Linked DNA regions of Bos taurus: region 2 is linked to region 1. Evidence: chromatin contacts called from public Hi-C data. All regions are on one chromosome and are shown on one strand. Each heading gives the region's core, a stretch centred on a gene start, on an enhancer-like site or on the middle of the called end of the contact. The rest is flanking DNA. Distances are from core to core; before and after follow the strand shown. Region 1 overlaps RNF144A (ring finger protein 144A). Region 2 holds the start of RNF144A (ring finger protein 144A).

Region 1 (6,600 bases), core at 2,346-4,845:
AGAGATCCAGATTTCCTGGTGAACTCATCAATCATGCTTCACAACAGAGGAGCTGTTTGTGTGGCTCTGAGAGACTGGTGGGATACTGTTAAGTGACAGGAAAGAGGTGCCGGGCAGAGGGACCAGGGAGTGATGGGAGGTCACAAACCAGGTGCTGGAAAGGAAAGCCTGACCTCACTAGGTTGTGAGAAGGAGCCACTTCACCTGGAAGACCACCCTAGTTGGAACTCCCATTTCTTAGTGACATGTGTCTTTTGAAACAAAGTATTAACCAGCTTCTTATCACGCACACCTCATCTCTCCAAACGTGCTGACGTCTCCGTGAAGGCTGGATCTCTGCCTAACATCTTCGGATCCCCAGAAGCTCTACTCACAGAGCCGCCAGTGTAGTCGACGCTTACCACAGCGTGGTAAGTGCTCAACAGCGCGTAAAGTCGGCGCTTACAGGAACAGATAGCATCCTGAGACATAGTGTACTTTTACAGGAATTCAACCGCAAAAATGACATACCCCCACCCCTTAGAAATACTTCGGTTTTTTTTTCCTGGTCTGATCTGTGCTGAGCATTATCATTTGAACATCTGAGTACAATGACAGAAATAAAACGTAATCTAAATATATATCAAATACCTATGAAGCAACCAACCTCTCTGTAACACAATAAGAGGCAGTAAGAAATTCACAGAATGTTTTAACATCAGACATAAAGAGAGAAATGCATTTATTACTTCTTTTTCCAATTACAAAAGAATGGCTGGACATCTTAAAGAGAAAAATACAAGAAAAGGCATAAAGCAGACAAGTGATACATCTACAAACAAAGGAAAAAATGAAGGGGGCCAAGTTTATCCCAAACATCTAGGCAGCCTGTTTTAAAGCTCTCTCCAAAAGCCCTCCTCCCCACCACACACATGCACACACACGCACGTGTGCGTGCACACACACATATACACACACACCCCCCAAAGTGGCGTTATACTGACCAATGGCTTCACACAATCCCATACTGCCAAGTTCAAAAGCAAAGGCAGACAGTACTTTCCTCTGTTCTTCCCTTCACGCTGAAGGAAGTAAACAAACCACTTGTGAATGTGAACACAGCGGAGATCCCGACACCCTGCCTGCAGCTCCTCGTCCTTCCAGGCCAAGGGGGGCGAGTACACACAGACACACAGTGGGTGATCGGCAGGCACGACTGCCAACCCCTCTGCCTCTTACAGGCGAGGAGGCGAAGGGCAGGGGTATGAAAAACACCCAGCAGAGAGCACGCCTGTGGTTCCTCTGACTTCAGGAGTTCTCTCCCTGCACGCGACAAGTCTGAGCTACGAACGCTTTGTCTTCATATTCAAGACTGGGTTAAATGTCTGGTTACGGTTTGATCACCACTCTGTCACGCGCGCCTGGCAGCTCCCCTCGAGGAGCGGTCACCAGAGAACGCAGGGATCTGGGTGGACTCGCCCCCATGCGACCCACTAACAGCACAGAAGAAAAGGCTCCCTCTTCCCACTCTGTCTTCCGAGCATCGGAGCAGACTCTCGCTAGACTAAGCTTCAAAAAATAAGAACACAGCCAGCATTTATCTGGAAACCTCAGAGGCTTTGGCTCTGCTATAAAGACTGTATTCCAAAGATACAAACGTCACCATCTACGCTGAACATCTTCCCAAGCCCATCCCAGGGGAGAAACAGAAAAAAAAAATTAAATTAAATTAAAAGGTTTCAATGAGCAAGAAACCAAAACAACACACAGTTAACTTTTCCTCCTCCCATGTTTCCACGTAGTTTTCCAAAGGCCTTCACTGTCATAAAGCATCCTCTCAAGTAGCAGAGGCAGTCTGTATGTTTCCAAAGAAAAACTAATTATTAGAATCACAGAATGTGGGGGCCGGGGACGAGGGTGCCGTGAAAAGCCAAGAGAGGAAGTGGCTGAGAGCAGAAAACTGTGTCTCGGAACCTGCGGGAAGGTGAGATCAAAGTCCTATTTGGTGCCACAAAAGTCTCGGGGGACCCACGGGCTTGGGGCTCCATGAGCTGTTGCGACTGCAATTCTCCTGCCTGCATCTGAGTGTTCAAAGGGACCCAGGCCTCATAATTAACCATCAGACTGTGCAGAGGTTCTGTGCTTACCAGCTCTCAACTACTTCCCCTCACCTTTCCCAACTCCTGGCAACCCCAGCCCTCTCACGAGGAGAGCATGTTGGGAATATCTCAGGGTGTCCTAAGATGTAGACTTACTCCAGGGATGTGGACTTTGAGCATCCCCCAGGTTTCAGCCTGGGGTACCTGTGCTGTATAAATGGCCAACCTGGCCCCAGGCTATGACTCGAATGCGACAGCACATTTTACAGGGATAGGGTGGGGAGGAAGAGGTATGTAGTCTAGGAAGTCTGTGTAGTCTGTGATGTGTGTAGGAAGAAGTGATAAGTCTCTGGGGACTTCCACATCCCTGCTCTATGGGGAGGAAAGAGCGATCAGAGGAGAAGCCAGCCCTGCCCCATGGGGACCGGGAGCCCTGCTCTGGCTCATCTAAAGTAGAATTTAGGAGGACTTCCGTGGTGGTCCAGTGGTTAAGCCTTTGCCTTCCACTGCAGGGATTGCAGGTTCAATCCCCACTAGGGGAGCTAAGTTGCACATGCCTCATAGCCAAAAAAAAAAAAAAAAAAACAGCACATAAACAACAGAATCAGTATCTTAACAAATTCAGTGAAGAGTTTTTAAATGGCCCACATCAAAAAATATACATAGATTAAAAAATAAATTTTAGTAGTATTTAGGGAGGCTGCCCACTGGGTAAAGTATAATTCTTCGTTTAGTGTCCAAGGGCCTCTGAGATGCCCCCGGACCCCACTCCAGACCTTGATCTTTGCACAACTCACCCCAGTGTCACCCTGAACCCTGGACACTCAACCCATGTCATGACCCCCGTCCTCCCCTCCACTTCTCTCGTTAAGGTTTTGGGAGACACGTGGCCATTTCTACATAGTGTTTTCACTTTTTAGGTCTTATAACATTTGCCTTCCCCCAAGTACAAGCTTGGGATGTGTATGCTGAGTTGAACTGGTTGCAAGAGAATGGGCACAGGTGTACAAAAATATACAGAAATAAAGACAATGCGCCCAGACAGCAGAATGAGTGGAGTGCGGTGGGCAAGGCAAAGGGGGCAGCCGTGGAGCCGGGCAAAGCCAGCCACTGAGGTGGGGTCAGCACTGGAGGCCTGGAGCACGGCCTGACCTCCCTGGGTCTCTGTTTCGTCAGGATCAGGGCGATAAGGCCTATCTCGTGAGGTTTCCACGAGGGGTGAACCCCCATCGGGGCCTGGACAGAGGAAACCTGCAAATGACCACTGCCTGGATCGGATGCTTCATGACACGGTCAACACCCAACTGAAGGCAACCTGGCTTTGAAGTGACTCTTAGAGAAAATAAAACAAAACCCTGAGCTCCCTGATGTTTAATATAAATGCACCACATCCTAACTGCAAGTGTTTTTAAGAAGTGGTCAGGGGGAGGGGGTGGCCACGTGCTGCACTGTCCCCGGTGCTGACCAAGTGAGTCCTCCTCGGCACCCACGGCGGCCGCAGTCCAGAAGGACAAAGGTGAAGCCACAGCCCCCAGACAGCCCGCCCCTGCCGCCTCCGCCACCTGAGCCGAGCTCAGTAAGAGGCGTGGGGGTGCTGAGTGCTCACAGGGAAGCCGGGCGCCAGGATCAGGGCAGGGAGACAGCACCTTGGCCTTCCTCCTCTCTCTGCCCGACAGCCATCTGTGCCTGGACAGCCAGCCAGGCCCCTCAAACCCGACTGTCTGTGTGTCTGTGCATCTGTGTGTCTGTCCCCCTGTGTATCTGTGCATTTGTGTGTCTGTCCCCCGTGTGTGTGTCTGTCCACCTATGTATCTGTGTGTCTGTGTGTCTGTCCACCTGTGTGTCTGTGCGTTTGTGTGTCTGTCCATCTGTGTGTCTATGCATCTGTGTATCTGTGAGTCTGTCCACCTGTGTGTCTGTGCGTCTGTCCATCTGTGTATCTGTGCGTTTGTGTGTCTGTCCACCTGTGTGTCTATGCGTCTGTCCACCTGTGTATCTGTGTGTCTATGCATTTGTGTGTCTGTGTGTCTGTCCACCGGTGTGTCTGTGCGTCTGTCCATCTATCTGTGCATTTGTGTGTCTGTCCATCTGTGTGTCCGTGCGTCTGTGCATCTGTGTCTGTCCACTGTGTGTGTGTGCGTCTGTCCACCTATGTATCTGTGCGTTTGTACATCTGTGTGCCTGTGTGTCTGTCCACCTGCGTGTCTCTGCATCTGTAAGGCAAGTGGACTGGCCTAGAACCAGGAGGGCCTCCAGGAAGGGCCTCACTCCCTCCGGGTAGTAGGGAGGGGGTTGTGCACTCTCCACCCCAGCACAGATCACACACAACAGCTGATTCAGAGGAAAGTCTCCCTGCCAGAACGAAAGCACTTTGTCAGCATGCGGCCTGTACTCCCTGCCAAGGCCCCGCAGGTCTGAGATCTTCAGACTTAAACCCCAGCTGTGGACAGGCTTTAGGCCTGACAACAAAAACAAAGACTGAAAGGCCCCATCTTCCTTTGACTCCCACGTTGTCAGGCACTACCACGGGGAACCCAGGGTCAAGGACACCTGTGCCCGCGTGTGGGCCAAGCCCCTGCCACCCTCTGCCGAGACTCAGGAACATCGATCGGCCAGCATGGACCTTCTGGGAAGTCCACTGTGGTCACACGGATGATCCCAGAAGAGTGGACGCGGGAGGCCTTGGCCTGGCCCCAAAAGCCACATCACAGGCCCAGGAACTCGCCACTGTGACTGAGGAAAGGCCGCCACGCCATCAGCTGAAGGTGTGGGTCTTGGCCCGTCTGTGTGATGCCCAAAGGAGCTGGGGGCTCCCTCAGCACCTCCGACGGGTGCCCTGACCACTTTCTCAAGGTCTGTGCTGAGCAGTCTGCAGGGAACTCAGGACCTTCCTTCTCGGCATCTCGGCAGGCTGCTCTACCTGAGCCAGGACTTTCTACTTTTTCTTTTTCTTTCTCCCTATTTCCTCCCACTGAGTGATGGAAGGAGAGCAAGCACGGCTTGTCCGTTTTGTGTCCGTCTGTCTGTGTGCATTATGTCCATCACAGCAGCGAGTGAGCTGGCTCGGCTTCAGCTTTCCATCCTGCCTTTTGTGCTTTCTGGGCCTTTCCTGGATCGACGGGAGCATCCATCCAGGGCAGGGGGCCTGCACAGGGCAGAGCTGACGGAACCGGCTGCGCATCCCGGGAACGAGGGCCCAAGAGCCACGCTGCAGCCAGGCCACAGGCCATGGGCCGGCCCTCTGTGGGCATCCATCACAGACAGGGTGTCCACCACGGGCGCAGTGGCCCCTGCAGCCCCACCAGCGTGTCGGTGCCTGGCAGGCTCATCCAAGATTATGTGGCCTAAGTCCAGGAGAAAAGCTGAGAAGCCAGAGTGGGCATCTCAAAACAGACAAGTCGAGGCTGGATGCTGAGAAGGGAGTGGGTGCCAGATCCCCAGGGTCCTCCAGGGTGACACACACATGGGGTGACATCCGGGGTGCCTCCAGGGTGACACACGCATGGGGTGACACCTGGGGTGACACACAGTGCCTACAAGGTGATACACAGGGGAACACACAGGGGCCTACAGGGTGACACACGGGGTGCCTACAAGGTAACACACAGGGCAAGACAGCTCAAAGAGTGGTAAGGGTGGGAGAAGGGACTCTGCTTTCATGGAAAGCATTGGCAGAACCAACTCTCTGAGCACCCCTCTAGTGTTCTCTGGGATCTATGGAGGCCCAGAACTGAAAAAGGTTCAAAAAGTCTAAGCATTAAGAGGAGTTACACTGCTGATCTATCCCACAAGCACGCTGAGAGCCAGTGCCGTGCAGAGCTGCCTGGGAGCGCACGGAGACCCCACCCCAGGGGCGGGGGGACCTTCCCTGGCAGAGGTCACAGTGATCTCCATACATCAGACACCATGAGCTCAGGACCAAGGCCAAGCTGGACATCAGGTTGAGCCGGGTCCCTCTGAAGGACCCCGCAGCCAGCTCCCTCCCAACCGTCACAGCCTCTAAACACCCACAGAGCATGCGCACACGTCAGGGAATTCAAAAGGGAATTTTTGTAAATGCAGCTCCTTCATTGACTGACTAAGGGCACGGCCCTCCAGGGGATGTCAGAGTCCAGGAGATCCACAGCCCTCCCTGCCAAGCTCACTGTGACTCAGCTGGGTAAACCCCAGTAATCACGGGGAGGAGGGATGCAGTCTCCGAAGGGGCTAGGGCGGGGATGGGGAGGGGCATCCATCTCCACGGACCTGGATCTTAGGACCAGCTTCCTGCAGACACCTGACCGAGGGGAGGGAACAACCACGGAGAACTCCCTCCTCAGACACCAGTCAGGCATGCATGGGGACCTCAGAGTGCACCAGGCTGCAGGGAGGCCAGAAGCTGACCTTGCAGGTTCAGATAAAGCCTCAGAACTTGGTCTTTGGAGCTCCAGTGATGGAGCTTTGATCAGAGCATGTTTATCACTTTAGAACAATCACTCCGTTTCAGAGATCCAGTTAGGTTAGAGAAACCAGTGAGAGCTTT
Region 2 (6,600 bases), core at 2,154-4,653, 55 kb after region 1:
AAAGAACCTTCAACTCAATCCTTGGACCTCAAAGGTCCAAGTGAGTGTCGACAGGGTCCATCTTCCGTTGAAGTATTCCATTCTACTCACAGCCTCCTGGCTGCCCCTGACTGTCCACACCCCAGGGACCCAGGGCAGGTCCTCGCTTGACCAGATCCCCTGGAAGAATCACCTGGAGTGGCTCCAGACCAGCAGACCCCAAGGGCAGCAGACACGTCTCCATCCTCCAGTTTAAGCATGGAGCCAGAGAAAGAACAGCAGACCATCAGGAGGGCTGGTGCTGGGCCCAAGCTGGCCACGGCTCTCTTTGTGGCCACGCCCCTGACCTCCCCCTCCAGTCCACAGTGTCCTCAGTCACAATGGGCGGCTGGGCTGGGGATTTGTGATGACCAGTGACCTGTGATGCTCACTCTCTGTGTGGACAGACTTTCCCTGTTTCCACACCAGAAAGAGAGAGGCTCCTAAGAGGGAGGTGAAATTTGCACAAAAGAAGGCAGTGGGGCCAAACCATGAACCACAGTGGAAAACACAGGCGACGTGGCTCCCGGCGTCTGGCCGAATGGCACGTTCATCCCGCTGAATGCCAGCAGCGTCCACTGAAGTGTGGGAGGTCCCTTCCGAGTCCCAAACCACATGGAGTCCACAGGCCAAGCCCTGTACTTGGGCAAGGATCTGGGTGCGATGAGCACACTTGATTAAAACCAGGGCGCTAGACAAGCTTATAAAGCACAGGAGTTTGAAAGTGCTCGTGCAGGTCTCAACACCCACATCTTTCAGGCCCCTGGGAGCCCACACCATCACCCACTGGCCACAGCTCTACCCCCAGCATCTGACTGGTTCACCTGTTTCCCTTCCAAGGATCCTGACATTTGAACCAGAGCTTCGTTTTACACAAACTTCCGAACTCCAATGGTGCTGGATCTGGAAAACTCCCCTCCCATTAAAATCAGGTTGTTTGCATCTTGCTTTTTCCTGAGGTTCTCAAGCCCTGCCTGACCTTTGATGAGAAGTACCAGGGGGACTACAAGCCACACCTTCCACAACAGACCACCCCTCACAGCCACCTTCCCCACTCTCAGTGGGGGTCCAGCCCACTCTCTGAACCATCCAGAACCATCTATGGCTCCCACTGCCACAGGATCAAGGCCATAGGTTGGCCTGGAATTCAACATTTCACCATCTACCCCTATCTGACCACACTAGTCATAATTCCTTTGCACTCTCTAGAAAATAATAAAAGTAAGATTTGAAAAGGCACTAGAAACCCTTAGAAGACTAGGAAAAGGGGATCTCAGTTCCCTCTCCTGAGAACCTGCTCTCGGCACCATCCCAAAGGGACCACATCCAAGGAGCACACGGGCTGCACGTCCGAGGGTAAGGTCAAGGTACACACCTGTGTCCCTTCTCCCTTCCTCCTCTGGCCAGTTCCCTCTGGCCACCCAGAACCTGTCCCACCTCCAAGCTCTGACTCAATTCGTCTTCACCAGCAGTCCAGACCCTCCTTCCCCGGCCTCTCCCTCCTGGGAAGTCCCAGGGTTCTCAGGCAGGCAGTCCTCACCTTGCTCTCTGGATCTCACACTTTCTTTATCCACAGGGCTAATCTGCCCTGCCCCTGGCCAGATTGCCTGGAATGCGTCCTTATCAGATCCCCAGGCCCCACTCCTGGGAAAGGGCTTCCTTCCCACCATCAAAGCAAGAATTGAGTCTGTTTCCAGTTCGGAGACCAGATCCCCCTCACCTCACGGAGGACAGGACCCCCTGGGGATAGTCCCCTGGGTTCCCTCACCCAGCCTTAAGGCCTGGCAGGAGGCCAGCACAGGCTATTTGTTGACTGGGCTTTTTATGATGATTGTGCCTGTTCGCTGGGAAGAGGGCAGGGAGAGAGAACTTTTGGAGCTGGACATCTACGAGATGATGAGGGCGCAGTGAGTAACCCCTTCCTCCTCGGGACCTGATCGTCCAGATTCGCAGGAGGCCCAGAGCTGGGTGCCCAGGACAGTGCAGGGGAGCTGGGGAGCCTGCTGGAGGGTAGGATGGGGGGTGGGGGGCGGCAGACAACTTTCTGCGCGCCCCTGGGGAGGGGACGGCTTGGAGGGACGCGGGCGGCCGCGGTCCCGGGAGCCGGGATGTGCACCCCGGAGGACGCGGCGCCGGCCCACCGCGGCCGGGCTGACCTGCCCGCCTCCTGCCCGCGCCCCGCCGGATCGCCCCGGCCGGACCCCATAGGCCGCCCCCGCCGCCCCGGGGACCCGCCGGAGCTCCGGGACGCGGCGGCACCCGGGCCACCCAAGGGCAGGGCCGGGAAGGCGCCCCTGGCGGGGATGGATTGGCCGTCGCCGCCGCCGGATCCGCTCGGCACGGCCACCTCCCCCGGGGCCCTCGGGCGCGCCCGCCCCGGCGAGGCCGACACAAAGGGGCCGCGCGTCACCCACCTGATCCCGCGCGTCCGGGGCCCGAGGGGTGGGGGCCGCCGCTCCTGCTCGGCCGCGGGCGGGGCTCCGAGCACCGAGGTCCGCGGTCCGAGGCTGGCTGTCCGCGCCGCCCCGCGCGGAGCCGCCCTTTATTCCCGCCCGCCCTCCAGCCGGGGCGCGCGGCCCGCGGGGGGAGACTGGGCGGCGGCGCCGCGCGGCACAAAGACGCGGGGCGCACGGGCTCGGCCCCCGCCCCGCCCGGCGCGCAGCGCCCCCTGCCGCCCGCGCGAGGCCCGCGGGGACCCAGGCTCCGCCAGGACCTCCCGGACCCCAAGCTGCCCGGAGGAACGCCGCGGCCTCGGTTAGGTGGCAGCCAGAAGACGAGGGCCCTGATGTCGACGCTCGGGGGCACAAAGACCGGCAAGCTGGGAGAGGAATGGGGGACCCAAAACAGTCTTAGCGCGGCGATAGAAAGAGAACCGGCCGGGCCGCTTCGGACCAGATCCGGGCTCCCGGAACCCGGGCTCCATGCCCTGGCGGTGGGGACCGTGCCTAAAGGCTGAGGGCCTTTCTAAGCTAGCATCTCATCAACGCGCCAAAGGTCTTTGCCTCCCCGTACCTGACGTGCTGGACGGATGGAGCCCCAGGCTCGTCTGGTCCTTCGGCTCTGTGGATTCCCGAGTTCCAGTTCTGGGCTGTTGACTTCCTCTGCCTTACGGTTTCGAGCTTGTTAGAGCCAAAGGTATTTGAAGGTATAATTTTCCTGTAAGATTTCTCCTTGCCACTCCCCCTAATAACTAGAAGTTACACAGGTATTTAATTCTGTCTCCAGCATGCGTACCTGAACAAGATGGGTATGAAAGAATGCCCCCTTCAATACATAGATTCTTCTCCCGAAGTATGGGAAAACCCACCCTCACCGCTTTCGTCCTTAACACCACACCCTCCAGTGTTGACTCTGCAGTCTAGTACCATCACCTAATGGGTCCAGTGACCTTAACTGAGCAAGTTAGTTAACTTCTTTGTGTTTTGATTTTCTTATCTGAAAACTACTAATGGTCATAGAGGTCATAGAGATCTTGTCAGGGATTAAATAAGGAAAATAAGCAAAGAGCAATCTCAACATAACTGGAAAATTTTAAGGATTTCATAATCCTTAGCTGTATTTTGTCTCATTTCCCCCCAAACTACAATACTAGCTATCGTGACACTGCATAATTTATCTTCCCCTACTACATACACATCTTTAAAAATAATAATAATAATAAATCTGTCTCATCTACACTGAGAAGTTATTCTGGTAACTTCTTAAATATGAATTCCTCCCAAATATGAATGAGCGCTTCTGATGTCTCTGTCAAATTCTTTGTATAAATGTCATCATTCAAGAAAGAAGGCACAATGGGAAGAATTCTAACGACACTTGGTTACCCCAGCCTCTCACCAGAAGATGAAAATGGTTCTGCATAAAGGCCTGAGCTTCACAGAAAATATATTCGGCCCTTCTGTACAGGGGTTGTGGAGCCAGGAAAGCACTGTGCGATACTGCTTATGAATGAAGGGATGGATGGATGAGAGCAAGTATCCGGGGAAGTGATGAATGTGTCCACACGGATGCAGATGCTTCTGTAGATTACCAGGGGCGTGGGAATCAAGCCTGGGGGAGGGGGAAGGGGGGAGGTTGGCAAGGAGAGGGTTGATGTACAAAACCAACCTCTTATCCAGTTGTGTCATTGAGCCTTTGTGTCTCTTGCAAGTGCTTAAGCAGTGATGTGACTGTGTGTGACTGTGTGTGTGAGGTCATTCCCATGTTTGTTTGTCTTTGTTAACCTGCTTGTTGTTGGGGCGACGGGGAAAGACGACATCATCATTGATAACACAGTTTGCAGCAGGCCATGCCCTGAATTTCATGTCTCAAGACTTTTCTCTATGAAGTCTTCCTAACCCATCACTGCTCCCCATCTCCAGATGTCTGGAGTTGTGTAAATAGTTCATTTGTCTCCATGGCATCTGTTAGACTTCATGTTTTGGATATTTACTGTCTGATTATTAGGTCATAAGAGTCTGTAGATGAGAAATGAAGTAAATTTTCTATTGAGTTTCCAGAGGGTCTTGGGCATAGTAAGTGCTCAGTAAATGTAGATGAGTCCTCTGCCCTGAGCTGTGTCCTTCCTAGTTCTCTCCAATGAGCTGCCTGCATCTCTCAAGGTCACATCCACCCATCACTGATTGATTTTCAGTCCATTCCTCTCATGGCTGTCAACCGTCTCACCCAGACGTTTGTTGTGTCAAGCTCATTTTTAAAAATACCCACTGTTGCTAAGCGCTTGTGCCTGTAGGCAACATGACTCATCGTTCTGAAGAAGCCCCTTGTTGATTATCTACTGAGGGCAAGGTTTTGTGCTAGGTTGTTGCCAGGGAATCAATGCCCCAGCAAATGGTCCAGAGGCTGGAGAAATGGAAGTCCATCAGGAAGTTCCTTCTCTAGCTACAAAACTGAGTGAAGATCAAGATTCATTCGGTGGCTTAAGTTTAAACCTTTTCAGGCAGTGGAGTTTGCATGGGTTCATAATCACACATTCTGAAAGTCCAAAACATTCACATTTCTTTAATTTTTAAAATTGCCTTAAATTCAGTTCCTTATTTCTGGAGAGAAGCAGGCAATTAAATGTCAACTATTGCTCTGATTGTCTCTCCCTGGAGGCCCACAGGTCCCTGGGGGTTTTACGGTGTTGGGATCCAGGGTGTAACCCTTCATGCTCAGCCCATCTCCCTATATATCTAGCAGCTCCTTCCCTGAGTCCTGGGTCCCTTCCAAGCAGGCTACGCTCAGTTTCTCTTCCAGGGGCCCAGCTTCCCAGGTGGGCTAGAAAGCTGCAAGTTTCCTCACCTCTCAGAGTGATGCAAAGTCTCTGCTGCTCTCAGGGACTCTTGGGAAAGCTTTTCTTGTCCAACCCCTGCCTCCATTCCCACAAACACCTCCCCTCTTTCTTTCCCAGCCTTGTTGTTGTTCAGTTGCTAAGTCGAGTCTGACTCTTTGTGATTCTATGGACTGCAGCATGCCAGGTTTCCCTGTCCTTCACTGTCTCCCGAAGTCTGCTGTAACATATCCATTGAGTCGGTGATGCCATCCAACAATCTCATCCTCCACTGCCCCCTTCTCCTCCTGCCCTCAGCCTTTCATAGGACTTCGCTGGTGGGCTCAGATGGTAAAGAATCTGCCCACAATTCTTAAGGAAGAAAAAATAAAATTTAGGAAAGATAACACATGGAAAGGGGGAAATTCATCCTTATAAACACGTAGAAAGAGCGCTGCTAGGGGTGAATTGGGCTTCCCTCATAGCTCATTCAGTAAAGAATCCACCTGCAGTGCATGAGACCCTGGTTCAATTCCTAGGTTGGGAAGATCCCCTGGAGAAGGGATAGGCTACCCACTCCAGTATTCTTGGGCTTCCCTGGTGGCTCAGCTGGTAAAGAATCTGCCTGCAATGCAGGAGACCTGGGTTCAATCCCTGGGTTGGGAAGATCCCCTGGAGAAGGGAAAGGCTATCCACTCCAGTATTCTGGCCTGGAGAATTCCATGGACTGTATAGTCCATGGGGTTGCAAAGAGTTGGACACGACTGAACGACTTTCACTTTCAGGGGTGAATTGTCTCCAGATTCACAGGTTAAAGTGTTAGCCTACCCCACCTCCTGACATGAACTTGTATGGAAATAGGGTCCTCGCAGATGGAATTAGTTCAGATGAGGACATTCTGACTCAGTGAGGACATAGACTCAATGAACATCAGTTTGAGAAACTCTGGGAGTTGGTGATGGACAGGGAGGCCTGGCTTGCTGCAGTCCACGGGGTTGCAAAGAGTCGGACACGACCGAGCAACTGAACTGAACTGAACTGAGGACGTACTGGAGAAGAGTGGGCCCTAATCCACTATGACGGGTGTCTTCACACAAAGGGTAAATTTCAAGGGACTTCCCTGGGGGTCCAGAGGCTAAGACTCCATGCTCCCAATGCAGGGAGCCTGGGTTCCACCTCTGGTCAGGGAACTAGGTACCACAAGCCACAACAAAGAGTTTTCATAAAAAAAAATAAATAAGAGTTTTCATGCCACAACTCATCCTGAGTTGTGCAACTAAGAACTGGCATAGCTGAATAAATAAGTTAGAAACAAATATTAAAAAAACAAA

What was found. A called contact is a pair of places that touch in the nucleus more often than the background predicts.
Region 2: a Hi-C map of skeletal muscle shows a contact between it and region 1, with 2.2 times the contacts expected there. The contact joins the promoter of RNF144A here to the enhancer-like site in region 1. A contact is called at or near these places in 3 of 11 Hi-C or Micro-C datasets (blastocyst, liver and skeletal muscle).

What each region holds. Positions count from the first base shown.
Region 1 is chr11:89,968,471-89,975,070 of ARS-UCD2.0, forward strand. All of the region lies in intron 2 of RNF144A (ring finger protein 144A), which reads right to left. Among named protein-coding and RNA genes, the nearest start is that of TRNAC-GCA, 12 kb to the right of the region's middle. Within about 2 kb of position 3,596, at least 5 of the 102 cell types and tissues checked have an H3K27ac peak or open chromatin away from gene starts, as enhancers often do. A contact at or near this core is called in liver and skeletal muscle, where this site is marked.
Region 2 is chr11:90,023,284-90,029,883 of ARS-UCD2.0, forward strand. RNF144A (ring finger protein 144A) reads right to left here and starts at 3,404. Exons shown (of 9, transcript XM_010810310.4): 1 at 3,031-3,404.